Linked DNA regions of Mus musculus: region 2 is linked to region 1. A link is a contact called in public HiChIP or PLAC-seq data. All regions are on one chromosome and are shown on one strand. The core of a region is the stretch at or near the end of the contact, and the rest is flanking DNA. Distances in the headings are between cores, read along the strand shown.

Evidence for each region. HiChIP or PLAC-seq counts read pairs in DNA pulled down with a chosen protein or histone mark.
Region 2: a contact with region 1 is called in an H3K27ac HiChIP or PLAC-seq map of stem cell-derived epiblast-like cells, with 3 times the contacts expected there. The contact joins two enhancer-like sites. A contact is called at or near these places in 1 of 484 Hi-C or Micro-C datasets (embryonic stem cells) and 3 of 115 datasets of contacts at active chromatin or transcription factors (embryonic stem cells, epiblast stem cells and stem cell-derived epiblast-like cells).

Annotation. Positions count from the first base shown.
Region 1 is chr3:18,694,250-18,698,428 of GRCm38.p6, forward strand. No RefSeq gene overlaps it. Among named protein-coding and RNA genes, the nearest start is that of Gm30789, 53 kb to the left of the region's middle. Within about 2 kb of position 1,377, at least 62 of the 459 cell types and tissues checked have an H3K27ac peak or open chromatin away from gene starts, as enhancers often do. A contact at or near this core is called in embryonic stem cells and stem cell-derived epiblast-like cells, where this site is marked.
Region 2 is chr3:18,827,426-18,831,781 of GRCm38.p6, forward strand. No RefSeq gene overlaps it. Among named protein-coding and RNA genes, the nearest start is that of Gm30789, 190 kb to the left of the region's middle. Within about 2 kb of position 1,561, at least 12 of the 459 cell types and tissues checked have an H3K27ac peak or open chromatin away from gene starts, as enhancers often do. A contact at or near this core is called in embryonic stem cells and stem cell-derived epiblast-like cells, where this site is marked.

The DNA.
Region 1 (4,179 bases), core at 127-2,626:
GAAAAAAAATCTTAATTTCCCATGTAATCACTGTGATTTAGCGTTTTATCTCATCATCTATAATTCCATCTGAAAGAACCCCGTATCGGGGAGACCCTCGCTCAAGTCCCAGAATGAGCCGATGCCCCAATAACTCGAGAGAAACCATTCTTGATGCAATATTGCATGAGGTTTATTCGGGAGTAGTCAGCATGCTGAGTTCAAGCTCATAACCCTCACAGGGATAGAGGAGATCGACCCCTAGCAGTCGCCGTTGGGAGTTTTTGAAGGAAAAGACCACAAAGAAAGGGGAGGATAAGACCACAAAGAATGGGGAAGCTGAGTAAATACCATAATTTGAGTTTCAGCTCATCTCTGGTGGAGGGGTTACAGGCTATCTTTGGCAAACATTCCTGGTCCCTTACCTGGTCCCTGGTGCCTGGGTGGGTCACCCAGTGGTTATCTGCTTCTCAGGCTGCCAGGTAAAAGAACAAAGAGCTTCATGCTGGCTTTGTTTCTGGGGGTCTGGGAGACATATTGAGTTGGGGTCTTACACATCCAACTCACCTCCAGAACTACTCCATTTAAGTTCCTTAAAATTTTAAGTTCCTTAAAATCCTTTGATATATAACCTCAAAAAGCAACTAAAACCATATGTATATGTGTACGTGTGTGTGTGTGTGTGTGTGTGTGTGTGTGTGTGTGTGTGTATGTGTATGTGTATGTGTCTATGTATATGTAAAACTGTATGTATATGTAACTATTCCAAACATATTAAAAGCCAGATTCTTTTGAGAAACCTATACCCTGGGAGTAGATGCCTGGATATATCTTACCTCATCCTCACCACCAGTGCCTCTTTATCTTTCTATTAAGCCCTGCGCCTAAATCTATAGTAAGCTTTCTTTGTAATAAATTCCAACTCTGCTTCATACTGGCTTGTGTTGAAATTCTTTTTCTGGAAAAATCTTTTCAGGCTATGCAGGCAACATCATAACACTCTTTCCAGCCCGCGTTGCGTGGCCACTAGCACTCTCACCCTGATTTCTAACATTTTGACTTGTGCTAGAAGAGAACAGATGTGTATAGCACATCTGGATTTCATAAGTGTTCCCCAGTACACTTGGCCCCCAGAAGTATTCTGAAGCTCTATTTGCTATGTCTGTGACCTTCAGCAAATCACTTGACATTTTTGTAGAAGAGTAAATTGGACCAGGTAACAGTGTTTGGATTGTAAAACACCTTGTCCATTTCTAGCTGCTACTGATTTCTTGAGTGAGCCTGAAAACACCAGGAGCCTGACTCTGAGGCCCCTTTTTTTCAGTGTTTGCAGGCTCTCTCATGAGCCTTCCATTAGCTCATTCTCCAACCCCTCCCAACTCCATAAATCTGCATACGAAAGGACCAGACAGCTGCAGCTCTCAACAGCTTTGGTTTTCATCACTGCCTCTGTCATCCTGCCTGCTGAAGCTGCTTTTTAAAGGGGCCAAGCCTCTTTTAAACAATTCCAAATATTTTTGAAGATACAAACCAGAATATAACAAGAGTACAAATAGATAAACTGAGCAGCTTTTCCACAGGTGGGTAAAGTAATGAGAGGACATCTCTGTGGGAGAAACTCTGTGATGTTGGCTGATTGTAGAAAGGGCTCAAAACAGCATGGAGGAGATTAGGAAGCTGAAAGTAGAACACTAGAAATTAGTGACATCATGAAAAGGTGCTGGATAAGGAAATGCATCACCTTCAGAGGACATCCTTGATGCAACACCCTCTACCAAGATCTATATCACTTCAAAACCCCACCAAGCAAAATCAAATCCCGGATGTTCTAAGGAAAGGCACAGGAACTCCATAAGCACCAATGGAAGAATACCAAGATGACTTCTGATCTTGTTAAACCAGCCAGACAGAGAAAAATATGCAGTCCCACATTCATGTCTCCCCAAACTCTACTACAATTCCAGACATTTTAAAAACAGGTCTAGAGAAAGAATTAGGATGATAGCTCAGTGGAACTGTCTTTGCCTAGCATATACAAGGCTCTGGCTTTAATTTCTAGCAACAGAGAAAGAAAGAAAGAAAGAAAGAAAGAAAGAAAGAAAGAAAGAAAGAAAGAAAGAAAGAAAGAAAGAAAGAAAGAAAGAGAGAAAGAAAGAAAGAAAGAAAGAGAGAGAGAGAGGTAAAGAAAGAATGGAAGGAAGAAAGGGAGGGAGGGAGGGAAGAAGGGAGGGGGGAGCACGGATAATAGAAAAGACAAGAAAATAGAAACAGTATCATATAGCAGTATGGTAATGAAAGACCCACAACGTGAGGACTCCCCCACGTTCTGACTCAGGAGAGGCGACACCCCAAAATCACCAACGAGAAAACGGTCTTGTTGCAAATTGCAAGAGGATTTTTATTCAAGAGCGCTCTCGGGCCCACGGTCATACACCACGCAGGGGTAGAGGACTGTGGCGCGCCGAGTAGCTGGGTAAGGGGGTATTTAAAGGAAGAAACCGAAACTCAAGGAAGTGGGGAGGGCTTTGTTGGAAGATACCAAAGATACCAGTTAAGAGTCACAAGGAAGTGTAAAGTTACAAGAGTCACAAGGAATACCTGGTAATTGTTAACTCTCAAGACAGCTTCTAAGAGCCCCTAACAATAGCACATTTGCATTGCAGGTTCTGGTAATGGCCAGGGTGACTTTCTTTGAATGAGCACTCTTTGAACCCAGGAAGCGGGTGGGTAGAGGAATGTCGCTATCTCTTTTATGATTAGCATACCTTTACAAAGGCCACATTCCCAAGCCTGGGCCTAAAGGCCTAGAATTCTGTTTTTACATTGTTATACTTTCAGTAACTTAACATGTCTTTATAATTCAAAATGTAAAACTCTCAAAGCAAACAAAAGTATTGTCTAGGACAGAACTTTAAATACCCTTCCATTCAATGTTTGTAACTTTACTTGCCCAACGTCTTTGAATATAATGACATTTCTCCTTTTCTATGTAAAATCAATACACCTTTCAATGTTGCACTATAAATTTCTGACCCCAAGATTGTCTGTTCCATTCAGAGTATCTGAGCTTCAGTTCAGTTCTTTGCGCATCATCTTGTTCTTCCCAAAAATCATTTTCCCAATAACACAGTGTGTGGGCTGAAGAGGAATTCCTTTCTTTTGGATTAAAAGGAGGTAGAAAGATGGAATTTTATTTAAAAACATTTTCTAGAGTGATTGTACTTGGAATTTGAGGCAAGGAGGGAGGGTGTCATCAGTCATTTAAATGTTTCATTTAAATGACAATAAGTACCCAACTCTTTAGATTCCAACTAGTGGCAAGACCACTATTTCTTGTCATGATTCTATTAGTATACATTCCATAAAATAGGCTCCAGGAGACAATAGGTTAGGGGTGGTGAATCCCCAATCTTTGAAATCTAGAAGACTGGTTTTCATGTGTGGACTCTTCTGTTAAACTTCAAAAGGATAGTCAGGGCCTCAGATCTCCTTCCTACTTTTTAAATAGAAAAGAAACTAAGGAAGGCAAAGAATACTGTGGTTTACAGCTGGAACGTCTCCCACAAGCCCATGTTAAAGGCTTAGTCCCTAGGTTGATCTTATTGGCAGGTGCTGATCTCTTTAGAAGTGTCTTTAGGTAATGAAGGAGTGCCCTTGAAGGACATACTGGTCCCCAGACCCCTTTGCTTTCTGGCGACAAGAGGAGCAGTAAGCTCCCTCCTGAGACCAGTGCCATTGCTTCCCAATACTACTATTGTCTTAGTTACTGTTCTATTACTGTAAAGAGATATCATTGCCAATTACAATAAACCTTATAATAAAAAATCATTTCATTGGGAACTCGCTTACAGTTTCAGAGTGTGAGTCTATGCCCTTCAAACTAAGAAACCTGGCAGCAGGCAGGTGGGCATGGCACTAGAGCAAGCAGTAGTTGAGAGTTTATAGCTGATCCACAAGCAGGAGGCAGAGAACTGGAGACTGCACCTGGCACAGGCTTTAGAAGCCTTCAAGCCCACCCTCAGGAATGCACCTCAACAAGGCCACAGATCCTACTTTCCTAAACAGTCCCACCAACAGGAAACCAAACATTTGGGCCTATGGGGGCCATTCTCATTCAAAGCACAATTACCCCAAAAGGATCTCAAAGCAGTGGTTCCACCTGACTATGGAATGCAACCATCACAAATAAAAATGAGTGCC
Region 2 (4,356 bases), core at 311-2,810, 130 kb after region 1:
CCTGGGCTTTGGGCAACACAGTGGTGCTGGCTCTTGAGGCATGGGTTCCTGTGAGCCAGACCCCAAGAGCATGAGCAAAAGAGAGCTGACCCTGGCCTCCTGCTAATGGCAGTATTAGGAGACCTACCTGGAGTGGTGCTATAGCTCACTCTGGTGGTGTGGATAAGAGAGAGCTAGCAGGTTGACCAGTTCAGCTACCACACAGGTCCAGATCCACAGTTTTGCATTGACCCACCACAGCATCTACATCATGTGTGAGCTGTTAGGATGTGTTGGGATGCATGAAAGGGCCTGATTTCAGCTGATCCAAAGCTTCAGGATCTTATGACATAGGGCAATGACCGGATAACAGGAAGAAATCACTATGATGATGATCCAATACTGATGGTATCACTGAAATAAAAAGCCTCAAATCACTTGTAGGCATGAACCCAAAGAACTTAGTAGCCTATTTTACTGACACTCTATTTACAACATCTAAGAAGGCATCCATTAAACTGATGGAGAGATAATTAAAATATGGTACATATACACAATAAGATACTACTCAGCAATAAAGAATAGTAAAATCTGTAGGTAAATTGATGTAACTAGACAATCTTATACTTCTGAGTGGGGTCCATCCAGGCCTAAAAGGAGAAATGCTATTTGTTTTCTCTTATGTAATAGTTTCACTTTCAAATATTTAGTGCGTTTAATATGGAGTACATGTGAAAGCTAGAAAACTCGACACAGGGCATTGGTGGCAGGGTATACCTTTAAGGAGGAAGGATAGTAGGTGTAGAGGAAGTCAAAGTAGAGAGGGGAATACTGAAAGTGGAAGGGGTAACAATGAAAGTCAAGTGGGCAAAAGGTTCAATCTATAGTAGAGTGTTAGGGTAGGAAATAAAGGACCAGGGAAGACTCAACCAAAATGAACTGTTCATGAGAAGCTATTTGGGAACAATGATCTTGTACTTCTTGTTGTTGCTGTTGGTTTTTTTGTTGGTTTTGTTTTGTTTTGTTTTGTTTTGTTTTGTTTTGTTTTGTTTTTTTCAAGATGAGGTTTCTCTGTATAGCCCTGGCTGTCCTGGAACTCACTTTGTAGACCAGGCTGGCCTCGAACTCAGAAATCCGCCTGCCACTGCTTCTTGAGTGCTGGCATTAAAGGTGTGCACCACCATGCCCTGCTACACACACTCCAGTGAAGTCTGCTTGGCAGGCCTGGAAGCACTCATGAGGCAAAGAGTTTCAAGGAAACTCAACTTCCTGGAACCTTGGCATTCTCATAACCTGTATACTCATACCCTATCCCCGAGTTAGTCTGGTGTATGGATCCATGTGCTCTCTTTTAGTATTATTTTATTATAAGTGCCTTTTAAGATTGAATTCTGACATAGGTAAGCCTCCACCAGTGTTCCAATGTCTTAGAAAATGCTTGAAGCCGATGAGCTTGGAATTCAGTAGGAATTCAGTAAGAATGTTACCTATTCAATAACATTCAAATTTACTTCTAGCAGAGACTCAGTGAAACTAATTAGGCATTACAAAGAACAGAGCTAAAATAGCTCAGGGCTAGTCTGCAGAGTGATTACTTAGGGCAGTAGCCAGTCTTACCCAAACAAGGGAATACACAATGGCCTAGCTACTAGGTGGATTTATCATGAAAGAGTTAGGGAATCCCCCTGAGACAGGGAACTTCTCTACAGCCAGGTATAACAGGCTACATTGCATATTAGAAGGAAATTGGCGAATTCTTCTGACAAATGGAGATTCTCCACAGATACTTAAAAGAACACCCAAGTTACACTCATACAAGAATTTATCAAGGCCTAGGAAATAGGGGGGAGGGGAGGTTGTGGTATTGCATTATTCATGAGAAGGTCTGCTAGAGCAGAACCCCCTGGTGCTAGCTTTCACAAGGCTCAAAGGAGTAGCCCAAATTGTGACTAGGGTGTGAAATACTTACCTGTCATTAGCTGACCCTAAGCAGAGCTATTTTATCTTTACTGTAAATATTAGCTGGTTTCTGTAGTCCTTTTGAAGTCATTCCTTTGTTTTGTGTCAGGTAACTTCAATTTTGCCTGCTGTGACATCCTACCCCTTTGTTTTCTGTATTATATAAGACTGGTGTTCACTTTGTGACAATACATTCAGATTCTACACAGTCTCTCGTGTGATTCTGTCTGTCATTCATTCGCCGACTCCTTGTCCACCTGCAACCAGAGACCCATTCTATGCAGACAGGGACCAAAAAGGTCTGCAGCAATGCCCAGCTTCTACGTGGAAATATAATGATCAGATAGTAGAAAATATGTGATATGGAAGAACAGGGAGAGAAAACTAGGAGGCAGAGGTGTAAGTGGGGACAGGGACAGGGACAGGGACAGGGTACTGAATGAAAGGAGCAGCAAGAGTTGGGTTCGCCAAAGCTAGGCAGGTATGAAGACATTTTATGAAATCCCACTAATTTGTCAGCTACTTAAAAGTATAATTTCTAAAGGCAAACAAACAACAGAAGTACTCTGCATTAGAGAACAATGCTGCTCCTAAGAGAAATGGGTTAATACATTAAAATCTCAGTGTTGGGAATGGGGTAAGAACCCATTGCTGAAGACATCACATGCTTGGTTGTAGGATAGAAATAGGTTAGTCTTGAGTTGATCTGAAAACTTTTCTCTGCTAGCTGGCTTTCATAGTGCTGGATAATGCTATGCAGCTTGTTAAGGGACAAAAAACATCAAAGATCATATTCAGTTCTGAACCTACATGCTACAACACTGACTGCCAAACAAGATGTGCAATGGTCCAATAGTGCAAGACTGTTATGGTGATAACCAACCACTCTCCTGTTTCATTTGCAATTGGACAACAAAACTTACATTCAAATCTGAATGTACGCAGACTATGGAGGGGCATGCTTGAAGCATGACATGGTAAAGAAAACATCAATTTGCATCTATTTCCTCATCTGTTCTGTTAGCCAGGCATCCTCGGCACCAATCTGAGTCTCTGGGCAAGATCTGAGGGGAAAGTACTTCCTCCCTTCAGTAAAACATTAGGCAAACAATTTCCCTCCCAGAGGATCTGTCTCCCAACCTCAAGTTACTTCCCCTGGTGGATTTCTCACTTTCACTTATCATATATTTCATTTATTTTTCAGAATAGTCACTCAGCAAACATTTACAATAGCATATTATATGTCTCTGAATGTTCTAGAACACCTTTCTCTGACCTCTTTGTGCCCAAATCTCCACAATAAATCTATCACAGGCAGCTTAGCTCCCAATTTTCTTCTGACCATATGTTCCCTGATTCCCTGCACCTCTGATGTTCCCTAGGGCTTTCTACTATCTGTAGGTAGAAAATCTGACAGGAGGCGGGGAAAGCCAGAAAGATACTCATTGAAACTCAGCAGTAGGAAAGACAACTAATCCCTGATGTCAAATAATTAGTACTGTCCCCAGTATGCTCAGTGTCACCATAAGCACTAGGGTGACTGTGAGAATGTTAAGCTGCAGTCTCTGTCCCTGGGGGTACTGGGAGAGGAGGGAAAGGAGTATAATCTTGCTAGGCATGATTTATGAAAGATGGAAGAACACCAACTTAATTGAGCCCCGTCTAAAATTCATAGACTTGGAGTGTTTAAATATGTTACGGTATATGATCCAACTTGATATTTTTAAACTGGGCAGTGTTGACTTTGAAGAGATTTCTCCAAGTTTTCAAAATAGTCAATGCTGAAATAGTACCATCAAAATGTGTCCTGGGAGTAACAAGCTTGTCCTAGATACAAGAAAACTAATTGTGGAGTCTGTTCTCTCCTTTCTATAAATACATGATAAACAAAAGATTGTGTATGTAACTAAATAAATATTAATACCAGCCATGAATTAAGAGTTAAGACTTCACTTTTCTTGGCAGCATCACTATAATAATAGATTTAATATGGTTTAAAATGTAAAGTTCTAGTGACACTGAGATTTCTTCTTTGAAAAATAATCACTTAATATTTTATATCCATTTTGTTGCACAGAGTAGCATCTCGATGAATTTAATCAATTTTCAATAATCAGAATTAATATGCTTATTGTTGAAAAACATTCAAAATTCTAGCTATTTTGACATATTCTGTTAGCTGCTGCCAACTAGATTCTTGACTGTGCTGTAAAATATAGGAAATCATTCTTACCAGGCATGGTGGCATAAGCCTATAATCCAAGCACTCAGAAGGCTGAGGCAAAAGTTCAAGGCCAGCCTGGACTACATACCCAAATAATCTTCCTGTAAAGCTGACCTACTGTACTCATTAACCATCCTTACCCATCCATTCCACTCCCAGACCTTCTCTGCATTCTAATAGCAGGTACTCCATTC